Regions from separate parts of the Ovis aries genome. Here region 2 is linked to region 1. A link is a contact called in public Hi-C data. All regions are on one chromosome and are shown on one strand. The core of a region is the stretch at or near the end of the contact, and the rest is flanking DNA. Distances in the headings are between cores, read along the strand shown.

Evidence for each region. Hi-C and Micro-C count contacts between places; a contact is called where the count stands out from the background.
Region 2: a contact with region 1 is called in a Hi-C map of hypothalamus, with 4 times the contacts expected there. The contact joins two enhancer-like sites. A contact is called at or near these places in 2 of 16 Hi-C or Micro-C datasets (hypothalamus and liver).

What each region holds. Positions count from the first base shown.
Region 1 is chr13:40,014,322-40,017,703 of ARS-UI_Ramb_v3.0, reverse strand. All of the region lies in intron 1 of LOC121816161 (a long non-coding RNA gene), which reads left to right. Among named protein-coding and RNA genes, the nearest start is that of KIZ, 29 kb to the left of the region's middle. Within about 2 kb of position 1,748, at least 5 of the 54 cell types and tissues checked have an H3K27ac peak or open chromatin away from gene starts, as enhancers often do. A contact at or near this core is called in hypothalamus, where this site is marked.
Region 2 is chr13:40,318,375-40,321,756 of ARS-UI_Ramb_v3.0, reverse strand. No RefSeq gene overlaps it. Among named protein-coding and RNA genes, the nearest start is that of NKX2-2, 14 kb to the left of the region's middle. Within about 2 kb of position 1,731, at least 9 of the 54 cell types and tissues checked have an H3K27ac peak or open chromatin away from gene starts, as enhancers often do. A contact at or near this core is called in hypothalamus, where this site is marked.

The DNA.
Region 1 (3,382 bases), core at 499-2,998:
GCTGGAGTGTTACTGCCTCCGTGCCCTGGCCCCTAGGGCGCCCTCCAGGCCTGCGGGCCGCGGCGCCTCCCTCTGTCCTCAGTTAGGAGCCTTGATTTTTGGGGTCCGACTGGGGTCAGAAAGAAGGGGCCTCACTTGGCTTCAGCGCGGCGTGGAGAGGGAGAGAGGGAGGACGAAGGGAAATGGGAGAAGGGGGCGAGATCCAGTAGGCTGCCCACGCACCGCCGCCGGAGACGTTTCATTAAGAATTGAGCTTTCTGAAGTTGGCCACGAGCTGCGGTTTAATTGACACTCTGTTCAACTGGGTGGCAATTGTTCAGCTTGTTGGGGGCGATCTGCCCCCACCCCTTTATATACAAGATTTGACTCCTCGGTGCTCGGTTCATTTGTGCCAAGGGACAGGGTGAATTTAATATGGCCGGGGCCTTGGCAAATCTGTCTACTGAAGTCTTTAATACCTTTGTGTTAATATACTTCACCGAAGGCCGAATTAGATTTTCCCGCCCCCAGGTAAATTGGAGGCCGCATCATAGGAGTGCCCAGAGACATCTGTACCCTGAGATCTGGGCCGTGAGCTGGAAGGACCCTTTGAGGGGGTCCTGAGACGGAGAGGGAGTTAGTCTGGGATTTGGGGGACTGGTGACCGGGGTGGGGTGTCGGACTCTTTCCCTTCCCTGGCGCAGGGAGGAGCCAGGAGCAGTGGGTTGTGGGCGTGCGTCTAGAGGGAAGGCTATGGGCGCCCAGAGAGTGGAAAGTAAGTGGAAACGCTGCGATTGGTGCAGACTTTAGCTCCGGAACCGACTGGGGGGTTGAGGGGAAAGTGTGGGCGCCCGAGTGTGCCGGCACCGAGCACTGATCCTAGTCCTGCGAACCCCGAGTCTCCCTGCTCCTGAGCGTGCCACCCAGTCACCCATCTCCCCAGAAAATAAAAGCGCCTCCCCAAAGGCCTGAGTGTACCCAACCCAGATCCCGGGCCGCGACTGGGCCGTGGGCCTCCCGACCAGCACTCCGGGCCTGGGAGGAGGCCGCGCAGAAGCTGCTTCCCACGCCGCCAGCTCTGGTCCTGCATGTGCGGATCCAAGGCAGGCCCGGGGCTGCCCACCCGAGCCCAGGAAGACAGCCCCCGGAACTGCTCCATTCAGGTCCCTCCCCCGAGGCCCTCGCGTCCTCACTGCGGGCGACACTCTGCCCCAGCTCCCCACCTCCTCCCCGAAGGAATGCAGCCAAGGAACCTTTCTCTCGGCAAAAAAAAAAAAAAAAAAAAAAAAAAATCGCTCAAACGAGCCAGCTTTTCGAGTAGACAGGAACAAGGTGATGAAATTCATAACAGCCGGGAAACAGGTCTTGACTGGCTCCCATCTTCGCTGTCCGCGGGAATGGAACCGCAGAACCTCTCGGGGAACGGTCGCAGGACGGTCTGCGCCACTCGGACCCGGGGCCGGAGCCCTAGAGCTGACGGAGGCTGCTGCCCGGCGAGCTGTGTCCCTGAGGCCCGCGCAGGGAACTCCCGGGACCGCGTGGGTGGGCCTTTCCCTCCGCCCGCACCTCTTTCCGACTCGAGCAAGGCAGCGCGGTTGACATCCAGCCCCGGGTGGGGATGACTGGAGTCCGCCCTGTGCCGGCTTGGGGGCCCAGGGTGAGGGCGATCAGACCCCCGTTGTCGCGTGGCTCGCTTCGGCTCCGGCCTCGGGCGCTGGCCGCGGCTCGCGGGTCATCCCCTCGCTAGCCCTACCCGCCCCGGCCCTGTTCACGGCCGCAGTGCGGGGCCGCGCGCTCCCCTCCCTCGCGCGCTGTCCCTCCACGTCGCCGAGTTTACCAGGGCGTTTTGTTCCCCTTCGGATTCCGGGCCGAGGGGCTGTCACCGTGCTCTCCTCCGACGGACGCTAATCAAGTAATTTCCCCATCCCAGCCCCATCAAATTGCTCTTTAGCTGTTGAACCGCGGAGTTTTGCTCGTCTTTTCACATGCTAATCACGCCCATTCAGCGGCTCTCGGTGGGGCTGTTTGTCGCGGGATAAATCTCCTTGTTTGCCGGCTGCATGATTAATTGATATTGTTGTCTGGCTTTTGTGGGGGCCGCGAGGAGCTGAAAGGCGGCGCGTCCTGACTGCGCCGGGGGGCCGCTGGCGACATCGTCGGGCCGCCGAGGTCCCGGCGAGGTCGAGCCGGGGCCGATGACATTATGCGCCCGATTTGTTTTTCCTTATTAGAAAGATGATGAAAGACTCAGAGACCCCAGGTTTACAACCCACCACTGGGGCGGAGAAGCCGCACAGAGCTGAAGCCACAAGCGCAAACAAAGCCTGGGCGTTTGCTTAGTTCAGAGAGAAAAGTGAGCTCACTTCTCCGCGCAGGAGACAATTAAATGCGTTTCGGCCCACCCGGGATTTCAGTAGGAGTTGGACGGGCGCGCTTAACGTGGTGGTTTGGGTTTTTCAAGCAAAGAATAAAATCTGATTTTGTTTGTTTGCTTTTGGTTGATTGGTTGGTTTTGCTTGTCTATTTTTTGGTTGGGGGTTAGACACGGGTTAAAACCTTTACAAGATAAGTAAAAGGAAGCCAGAGCTCAGATGGAGACCTTGCAGCCATCGGTCCGCCGCCATAAAGGCGCTTCCATGTCTGACCCGGGTTTGCCAAGTGCGTGGGGCTCACGCCGAATCGCTCACCAGAGCTGAACCCGCAGAATCGCTAAGGTCTGCGTCGGCCTACAGGCGCGTGTTTCATCTGCCAGTACCCGTCTCTACCCATGGCGTGTTTCCCGCCATTCGCAGGTGTGCAGCCAAACCCACAAATTCTTGAGCCCTTCGCATCCCTCCCGTCCCACTCCTCCGAGTCCTGGGATTTTATCCTCTACGGACAACCCTGAAAACTTGGAGATTCAATTAAATAATTCCAGTTACGCGGTGCTCCTACCGCCTGCTTATTGCAAATATTTCCTTTTTTCGAGTTCTTAAAAAAAAAAAAAAGCAAAGAGAAGAAAAGAAACTGTCGCCTTCGCTTTCACTGCGCGCAGGGTAATTGATAGGCGCTATCGGAGGTCAGAATTTGCATAAGAATTAAGAGCAGTAAATTAATTTAATATTCCATGCACATCTCCAATTATTCCTGGAGACCTTTGTCTCCGCGGCTGCCAGAGAGGGGATTCAGCTGGTCTTCAGCCAAACAACATCTGTGCGGTTAATAATTTGATAAACAGCTCATACAAATAGTTTCTGAATTATCTGGCAGTCCGATGACTATTGTTTGGAAACGTTTTGGCAGGATTTCCCTGCGTTCTCCGAGGGCTTCAGGCATCCGCCCAGACAAATGTCTTCTTATCTTTCAAACATCAGCAGAGGACAATGTGTAAAATAAGTTATTATCATTAAGTAACAACCCTGCC
Region 2 (3,382 bases), core at 482-2,981, 300 kb before region 1:
AGCAGGAGCCGGAGGCGATCCCTGCTAACCGAAGCCTTCCTTGCATCCCCTCTCCGCGTCTCCTGCCTGTCTCCCCGGACTGGATGCCGGGCCTCATCCCTTCCTAGCATTCGGCTGTGCGCGGTCCCCCCAAAACCAGCTCTCTGGCTTGAAGCTGAGCGAATTGCTTGCTCGAAAGTAGGGGTCTGGGGTGGGGTGGTGCGCCCCGGCCTCCTGGGCTGCGGTGAGGGGAGCGGAAGGTGAGCACACAGCCCAAGTTCGCCCGGGGGAGGGCGCCTCAGTCCTTCCCTCGTTAGAGGTCCGATTCCATCCCACCCTTGTGGCCGGGAGAGCTCCCTGAAGGACGCATACCCGGGGAGCATCGCAGAGGGCCCCGCGGACTCGGGGGTAGGGCCCCCTATCTCCTGTTATCTCGCTGATTTCCGAAAACACCCGGGGCTCCGAAGCTCAGAGCCCAGCCAGAGCTGGGAGACGCCTCGGGATATTGGAAGTCGGCCCCATTCGGAAACAATCTTTTTTTTTCTCGAGCTCCACCTTCGTGGCTGGGGGCGGGGGGCGAGGAGGCAGAGCAAAAGGAGCCGGTCCCAGCTGACTTACTCGCTGCCTCTAGTAGATGATCAGATTTAATTCAATATCTAAAGCAAACATGATTATCCGTGTGACCAAATCGGCGCGTCAATAGCACTCAACGCCACCCGCCCGGGACGTGATTACACGCTCTTCCCGCGTTGCGCAGCCACCCCTGGATAATTGAGGGCGCTGGAGTCTTGCGAATATCCTCCTAAATGTCCTTTCTCCTCTCCAGGTTCGACTGGGTTCTTCCAGGTTTTCCTAAATGCTGGAAAGTCTACCTTTGTTCCCCATCCTAGCGTGGAAACGTTTGGAGTTTTATATTTTGCTCTTTGCAAAAGCTAGGAGAATTTCCAAATCGTGTGTGCCAATGCCCAGCTTGCCCAGATACCAACCACTCAACATTCCTCTAGTAACCTCCCTATAACCCCATCCGCCCGCAGGGAAAGTGAGAGTTCTTAGCCTGTTGGAGTGGGGTTGTCAGGAGACCCGAGGCACAGCCCCAAGACTTGGCTGCTTTTGACTGTTTCAGGACCCAAACTTCTGGGAGCCAAAAAATGATCGTAGGCGCCCGCCCCCCGCCCCCGCCAGGCCTCCAGAGAGGAAGGAGGCAGCGAGGAAGGGCCAAGTTCTCGCAGGCTTCCACGTGTGCGCTTTGAGGGCACATTTGGGGCGGTGGCCAGGCCCCGGGCCTGCTGTCTGTGTGCGCTCCAGCGGCCCGGAGCCCGGGAGGTGGGCCCGACGCCCGCCTCTCTCTGTCCTCGGGTCCCCACGGAGTCAATAAAAGCGCCCGCAGAGCCTGTGTGGCCCTAACCCCAGCGCCCTGGGAGCGCACCCGGCGCTGGGTCCGCTTTAGCAGTCTATCTTCGCCCAATCTACAGCGGGGCCGCACAAAACGGCACAATGGGAGAGCTGGGAGCCGGGGATGTTAGAGGCGTGCATATTAAAAAGGGACAGAGAAAGGATCGCAGGGGACAGAGAGGGGAAGAGGGAAAAGGGGCCCACCCTCCGCCCCTCCACCCCGCACCATTCAGCGCGCTTATCGCGGGCAGTGAATCCCAGAGTCAGGCAGAAGTCTCCTTGGGGTTTTGTTGGGCCCGTCACTGGGTCCCTTTGTCATCCGCGGGCTCCATGCTGGATTCCATATGGCCAGCTGGGCCAAGGGAGCGCGAGGAGGGACCCGCACAAAACCCAAATTGTGTCCGGCTTTCAAACCCTGTATTGTTGTCTGTGAAAGGAAGACGCATTAAAAATTCGTGCTATATCTATTGGGGAGGAGGCTGGAGGAGGGGGAAACAGCTACCCCTGTCTTTGATGGCCTCAGAGGGCGCTTGCCCCGCCTAGGCCCCGTGACACTCTGAGAGCTGGAGATCTCTCTTTCTCTGTCTCTGCCTCGGTCTCTTTAGCAAATACTGGCTCTAAACTGGGGCACGAGTCTGTGTACATCCGCGTTCAGGGTTGGGGCTCCTTGCGCGCGCTTTGAGGGCTCCGGGGAGCGCAGCTAGCGGCTAGGCCTCTCCTGTCTAGGACCCTGGAGTAGAAGCCAGTGGACCGTGCCAGGCGCAGGAGGACACCGAGGTGCCCAGAGCCAGGAGAAGCGTCGAGGCCACCAGCTTCGCGGCTCTAGGGTAGATGAACAGCCAGGTCTCTTGTTCCTGAATTGGACGCGTCCTGACGCCTGGGCGCACGGAGCCAGCCCTCCTCGCACTGCAGGAGAGGGTCAGGGACGCCAAGGGACTCTTTAGCCCTCGATTTACGCTGCAGCCGGTCTGAGCCGGCTTTTACCCTGCGGGACCCCTCTGTGACCAACCCCCTGTCATTCAAATTATGCACCAGACCCTCCTGGCATCTCGGCGCTACCACGGGAAACCGGTTTAGAAACTTCTTTAACGACCAGCACCTCCGTGCTGGAGGAGAAAGGGACTTCCTCTTTAATTCTGAATGTCTCCTACATCGTAGCCTTTGGAAAACAGGGAGGCAGAGTGGGGCTTGCCTCACCTAAACACTCCGAACTTAGTGGGGCAGTCAGAGAGCTTTTGGGTGATACCTTGTCCCTAGAGCCAAGTCAGAAATTCTGGTAAGGAGTCCCCAAACAAAAAACGTGTTAGACAAAACGAATTCTTGCTGAGGCTGTGCGCTGTATGGAAATAGAATCCATCAAGGTTTCCAGGTGGAAAGTCCAGCTCATCCAAATTTCAGGCGACTACCCCCTTTGTTTTTCTATTTTCCAGAACTGCTGTCGTATAGTAGAATCATCTAACTGGATAAGAGTAGGAACCCCCCCCCCCCATCGCCACACTCCCAACCCCAGCCAAGGAAACAGTCTTTTCCTTACCTATTGACTATTGGGCTTAGTCGAGACCTGGTGTGGATTTCTCCAGCCTTTTCAAGAGCCTGGTCATTGAAAAGCTAATCCAATATTTACCGAGCATAAGGACAGTTCTCAGACGTATTTATTAAGGCCCTACACTAAGTGATACTTGGCCTGAAGACAAAGATTAGGGGAGGGGGCGTCCGGGTGCACCCGATCCAGCCCGGGTGGGGTCTCCGGGGCCCAGAACTCGGCAACCAGACGCGAACTTTGGAGTTGCCGAGGTTCCTCTCCCCTGCTTAAGTGGCGTGTGGATTAGATATTGTGTTGGCCGGTATTTCAGGAAATATGTACTTGTGGCTTCCTGAGAGGCCGAGCGCAATGACACTCTAAACTGTGTCGATATATCATCTTTTATCCAGGATCTGCAAATAAACCCCTGATCCCCCAGCGCATTATAGCCACCGCTATCTCTCCAAGGAAGCGATCTGAGTTTTATTG